Linked DNA regions of Sus scrofa: region 1 is linked to region 2. A link is a contact called in public Hi-C data. All regions are on one chromosome and are shown on one strand. Each heading gives the region's core, a stretch centred on a gene start, on an enhancer-like site or on the middle of the called end of the contact. The rest is flanking DNA. Distances are from core to core; before and after follow the strand shown.

Region 1 (3,254 bases), core at 577-3,076, 170 kb before region 2:
GGAGAAATCTGGGATGCAGGCCAGTGATGCTAAGATTTTCTCATCGAGGTAATGAAGTTCAAGGGTAGGTGAATGTTTTAGCTGCTGTGACCTGTAGGCTATTCCTACCATGGTCAACAGCACACAGCCTTTCATAATGCCATATAACATAACACCACAGCATTTCATAAGATATTCATGTGACGCTTTCTTCAATGATCTAATGGCTTCAGAGATTAGAGGATGGAGGGAGTATTCACATCAGTCTGTGGGCTTAGAAAGGAGATGACCTTGGAAAGATGTAACTTCTGACCAGTATGGTCCCTGACCTACTCTGCAAGGAAAGAGCTCCAGGATTTCCCGTAGCTTAGATAAGGCAGCTCCAGCAGTTATTTGGCTTTAGTTTGTCTTTCAGCAATTTTGTGGCCATTTGCCCAGCTCTATGCTTTGGCTTTATTCAGTATTTATTTCCTCCTATCACTGCAATCAGCTGTCCAGTACCATTTGAGGACTCAGCTGATGGCAGTCAGCAGCAACAGCCTTTAGCACAGAGACTAAGCCTGTCACATGTTTGTTGGACTCTAGGCATCAGGACCAAAGATGCTGGCTCCCTGCAGCTCCAAATCACTGGTTACCCATCTGTGTCTCAAGGGTTAATGACTTCTTCCTCCTCCTCCTTTTCCCCTCAATTTGGGTCCGAGTCCTCTTCATTGCTATCACATCCCTGGCTCTTTATGTTCCTGAACAGGTTAGGGACCAGGTAAGTTACAGATTAGGAGTTTCTTCTCCCTGCCCCTCCCAAAGTTGCTGATTTTTCAAATGCATGAATAATTCTGTCTTCTGCAATTCTTGAGTATCTGTCACCCTCTCCTTCAATGCCATATGATTTCCAACTGGAACCTCTGCCTCTTGGCTTCTGATCTCACATGTGCCAGACCAGGGAGTCAGGCTTACACAGATATAGGCCAGTGCTGCCCCACCCATTGCTTTTTTGTGTGGGGACACAAAACGTTACAGCTGATGATTCCTATGGCAGCCTCCTAGATTGAGAAAAACTGGAGAGCAGAGGCCATGTCCTGCCCTGCCCTTTGTTCTCTCAGTTTCTTTTCTAATAATCTTCCTTATAAAGTTGTCAATCAACATTTATTTCATTGAATAGTTATGATTCACATGCCTTGTGTGATCCTAAAATCTTTTCTGAATCTTATTGTGTAGAATTATAGAGCTGGAAGGAGTGTCAGAGACTTGAAAAATTCCCTATGATTTGGAAAAATGACAAAAATGATACCCAGAGAAGTTAAATATCTTTCCCTAGGTCATGCAGCTAGTGGGTTGCTAAAGCTGGTATTGGGAGCCTCATCTCCAGGCTCTTGGTTTGGTGCTTCTCACAAAGACTGAGCGTTGTATTTAATGGAGATTTTGTGTTCTGTCAAATATCAGCATCCAACAGAAACAGACCATTGTCAGGCATCCCTAACACAAACTTACCAAGTGCAATACAGTTAGCCAATATGTGTATGTTTTCTGGTCAGTTTTTGCATAGCTTTGCAAAGTCAATTAAGTTTTTCAGGAGACTTGACAGCATTATTGAATGTTATTCCTCAAAGGAATCTGGACATGCCTTGGATATTTTCAGTTTATCCATCATGAGTGTTATCATGATGCTGTTATAACTCAGAGTTTGGAGGATCATTCTTATAATTCTTTTGGTAAGAGAAGCTTGGAACAATGAGAAATGTTAAATAGCAGTATGACTCACACATACAGTCATTTGGAAAGTATCCTGAAATACTCAGAAAACATGGAACCAATGCTGGAAAACCTGTGATTGCAAAGCAGAGTGATGGTGTCTGTCTCTTGGTATGTTGTATGAGTGAGCTAGAGAGGCAGGAAAATGGAAGCGGCCATGGGAGAGGTCACCACCCTGTGAGTAATGTAGGAGAAAAAATGAAAGTAGAGGAAAAAGCCAGGAAGTATCAGTGTCTCAGCAGAGTCTCAGTGGGAGATTCAAATCAGAAAATCAGAAAGTTCACTGTCATTATCTCCTTTTCTCTCAGACGGAAAATAAGATGACAGAAACAGCCCTGCTCAGAGCTAGAGAGGTGAAAACTGTGGAAAGTAGATGACTGGATTTGTGCACTATCTTTTATCTGAATGTAAACTTAAGTCAATCCCTGAAGACAACCCTGGATGCTGTCTCTAGCTGTGAAAGGTCAGCCTGGGAAACACGGTATCCCAGGTCTATCAGTCTTCCTAAGTCCCAGAAGCAGCACACTTCTGCTCTCGAATTACCAGTGTAGTTATGTAGATGAGACATTCATGGTTATTTCAGTGAGCCCTGTTCTAAAATGTTGCTCTTTGGGATCTTGATCAAACTTTGTCCATGGCTAAATGAGATGGCAAAATGGAGCTGCTTTTGACAAGTGTCATGAGGTGGGCTGAGAAAGGTCTCAGCTGGGGAAGCAGATGACCCTGAGTTCTGGTCATGAGCCTTCTTACAATGATGTGTCTTGGATAAGTCATGTGACTTTTCTGTCATGCCCATTTTCTTTTCTGGTCACAACACAGAGACTTCAGAGGTCTCCTCTGGTGCCAGCATTCTATGATGTTTTATTTTGTGCCTTTTCTGAATTGTAGGAATATCTGATCCGTGTTCCTGCTAGCTTGGACTTCTATTGGTTGTTTGGCAATTCAGTTGGTCTTGAAACTCTTTTTTTAACCTCATTAAGCCACACTTCCATCCATAAATTGCTATTCTGTGTACTCTTATTGTTATAAGATAGGAAAAGATCTGCTGATCATCCCTTCGAAGGCATTAGCCAGTTACCGTGTTACCTTTCTAAGTGGGGGAAAAATGGCTTATCCAGTATAAGACATATTAATGCTAGAATCTCCAGACAAGAGTATAGAAGAGAGTGTGTGTGTGTGTGTTGCTGTAAGGGAGAACAAAATTATACAAATCTGAGGTGTCAAATCAAGTGTTACTACAGTATTTGAGTAAAGTCCTTTTTCTAAGCCAAGGGTGAAGGTTAAGCAGCAAGTATTTATAAGACTCTTTGTTTGACCACTTTACATCAGCCAGAATGGCCATCATCAAAAAGTCTACAAACAATAAGTGCTGGAGAGGGTGTGGAGAAAAAGGAAACCTATTCCACTATTGGTGGAATTGTACATTGGTGCAACCACTGTGGAAAACAGTATGGAGATGCCTCAGAAAACTAAAAATAGAACTACCCTTTGATCCAGCAATCCCACTTCTGGGCATTTATCCAGAG
Region 2 (3,177 bases), core at 625-3,124:
GAACCGGGAAGTTGAGAGAATCCCAGGGCTTGATTGGAAATAACCCCATTGGCTCTAATATCTACACATACTTTGCCTGTCACTTTTTGGATACTTTGCCTTATCCCTGACCTCAGTAGCCTCCAAACACTTCCCTTCTTCCACTCTTACTTCCAGACCTCTCACGATTATCATGTGGGTGGGACGGGGAAAGAGGGAGATGTCATCTTCGTCCCTTCAGCTTCCTCCCATAGAAACAACTTCACAAACAGTGGAGAAGTAGGTAGCCCAGGCAAGCCCATAGAAGCCAATTTACCCATAATGTAGCAGAAATTGGAGGCGGACTACTGAGATAGTCCCATTCTATTTCTAAAAATAGAAGACCATTTTCTGATGGAGTTATTGAGGTTTCCTAGAAGATTGTAAGTAGAACCTACAAGTCAACATTCTGTGTTATGAGTCCAAAAAAGTCTAGTAGTATTGTAACACCATTAGTTCAAGTTCTTATTCTTTGGACAATCTTTTACCACTTTCATTAAGTCATTTATTGCATTGATATGGTCATCTAGATGACATCAACACATATATATATATACAGTTCTTTTTCACTTCTTTACTTTCTTCTCTCTTTCCTTCCCTTCCCTACCTCCATCTTGCTTTCAAAGTTTCCTCCTTTCCTTCTTTCCTTCCTTTTTCCTCCCCTCCCTTAAACAATGTTGTGGCAGTTTCTGCTGTACAGCAAAGTGACCCAGTCATATATATATACGTGTGTGTGTGTGTATGTATATATATATATATATATATACACACACACACATTTCCTTTCTTATATTATTTTCCATCATGGTCTGTCCAAAGAGATTGGATATAATTCCCTGTGCTGTACAGTAGGACCTCATTGCTTACCCATTCTAAATGGAATAGTTTGCATCTACTAACTCCAAACTCCCAGTCCATCTTATTCCCTCCTTTTTTTTCCCTCCCTTTCTTCCAAAAATAGGCCATACAGCTTTTTTCCATTTCCCAAGAATCAAAAAATTTTAAAGCTGGCCAAGCCATTAGAGACCGTCAAATCTAGCTGCTTCATAATGTAGGACACTGAGGTCCAGGGATGTTTAGCCACTCACCCCACAAGATTGAGTGTGTTGATAGAATTGAGGCAGCTTTCAAGCCCAAGAACACTCCCTCTATGCTTTTTCTTGCACTGTGTTGCTTTCTAGGTTTTTAAGCTTTCGGCAGTTTAGTTGTTAGGTGAAAAGTATCTCTAATGGGTGATATAGATTTTAACATTTATATTTCCTTTTTTTTTCTTTCTTTTTTTTTCTTTTGTGCGTGTGTGTGTGTGTGTGTGTGTGTGTGTGTGTGTGTTTGGTCTTTTGAGGGCTGCACCTGCGGCACATGGATATTCCCAGGCTAGGGGTCTAATCAGAGCTGTAGCTGCCAGCATACGCCACAGCCACAGCAACACCAGATCCGAGCCACATCTGTGACCTACACCACAGCTCATGGCAATGCCGGACCCTTAACCCACTGAATGAGGCCAGGGTTCAAACCCACAACCTCATGTTTCCTATACAGATTCGTTTCTGCTGCGCCACGACGGGAACTCTGATTTTAACATTTATATTTCTAAGTTGCTTCTAGATATTCTATTTTTGTTTTCTAGATTGACCATTTGTGATTAGTTTTATGGCAGTAATTTGTGTCCTGTTGGTTCTAGGATTTGATATTTACTGTTTTAGCTGAAAGACATAGTATCACACATGAATTTTTAATGATTTCTTGAGGACCATTAAGAAGTTAGTTGGTTTCTGTGCGAAGTCCAGCCCAGTAACAACAGGCCCTGCAGTGATCTGAGTTGAATACCACACTGAGGGATTGATACCAAATATAGAAACAGAGCAGCCCTGACTGCCTTAGGGCCCAAGGGAATGCATTCTCTCTGGGTGTGTGTAAACCACCTGCAAATGGCAAATAGCTCACAAGGTCCATAGAAGGTGGAGCTAAGTTATTGTCTCAAGGAAGTGGTAAAGGCGAATTTTATTTTTTAATAGTAGGCACTCAGTAATTAGAAATAGTTGTGGAGTGAGACATTATGCTTTTAGAACTATAAATATCTGCTGTTTTTAGCATTAGTGAATAGTATGCCTGCCTAATCTTAGCAATGTATGACTTTTGAGTTATTTTTTCCAGTATGATTGGTAGCTGGTACATTTTACCAAGTTTCAATAGCCCACATTTGTGAACACACTGGGGAGAGGATTATGAGAAGGAGAGAGAAAAGCAGAAGAGAAAAGGGCAGACACGACTATAAGATTTTTCTTTGTTGCTACTGAGCAAAATAAAATTTAAAATTGCTTCATATTTGGATTTTATCCAGCTTTTATCTAGCCAGCTAATACTGGCTTCATTAGCAACATGCTCTAAGCTAGGAGTTCTTAATCTTTTATTTCCCTCTAAGCCAAGAAGGATGGATGTTGGCTGGGGTGTGGAATTTTCCCATCAGTGTGCCAGGGTTATGAGCAGTTCCCAGTGGAAGTGCTGCAACAACCCCACCCCTTAAACTGCACTGAAGAATGTAGTTGGGAATGAATGGGAGACAGAATGATGCTGTTTGAAGGGAAAAAAGCATGGATCTACTCTAATTTATTATTTAGGAATTCAGTTATTTCCAAATATCAAATTTGACAAATAGATTACCAGTTGCAACATGTTGTGCAGGGTGTTGAAACAATGATAGTGAGGATTGCTGCTTTAATCAGATAAATTAAGTAGCCAGACCTTTTGTTCTTTGAGAATGTCAGAAATCTTGCCTCTCTTCTTCATAAGTGTATCATACCCCATATGATTAACATATACCCTAAAAGTACAGATTAATGGTCCTTTGAAATGAGAGGTATAACTGTCTGCTGTCATGACTCTAAGAATAGAAAACCAACATTCAAGGTAAATGTCTGTAGCAGATTAAAAATGGATACAAATACTTTGAGGCTCCTCCCATTAAAAGCTGGGTCTATTATTTCTGCAAAGAGGACATACAGATGGCCACTAGGCACATGAAAAAATGTTCAACATCACTAATTTTTAGAGAAATGCAAATCAAAATTATAATAAGGTACCACCTCACACTGGTCAATAGCCATCATTAATAAGTCTACAAAAACAAATGCTGGAGAGAGTGTGGAGAAAAAGGAATCT

Evidence for each region. Hi-C and Micro-C count contacts between places; a contact is called where the count stands out from the background.
Region 1: a Hi-C map of embryonic fibroblasts shows a contact between it and region 2, with 2.2 times the contacts expected there. The contact joins two enhancer-like sites. A contact is called at or near these places in 2 of 47 Hi-C or Micro-C datasets (embryonic fibroblasts and skeletal muscle).

What each region holds. Positions count from the first base shown.
Region 1 is chr14:62,933,778-62,937,031 of Sscrofa11.1, reverse strand. No RefSeq gene overlaps it. Among named protein-coding and RNA genes, the nearest start is that of SLC16A9, 170 kb to the left of the region's middle. Within about 2 kb of position 1,826, at least 9 of the 83 cell types and tissues checked have an H3K27ac peak or open chromatin away from gene starts, as enhancers often do. A contact at or near this core is called in embryonic fibroblasts, where this site is marked.
Region 2 is chr14:62,765,163-62,768,339 of Sscrofa11.1, reverse strand. No RefSeq gene overlaps it. Among named protein-coding and RNA genes, the nearest start is that of FAM13C, 12 kb to the right of the region's middle. Within about 2 kb of position 1,874, at least 20 of the 83 cell types and tissues checked have an H3K27ac peak or open chromatin away from gene starts, as enhancers often do. A contact at or near this core is called in embryonic fibroblasts, where this site is marked.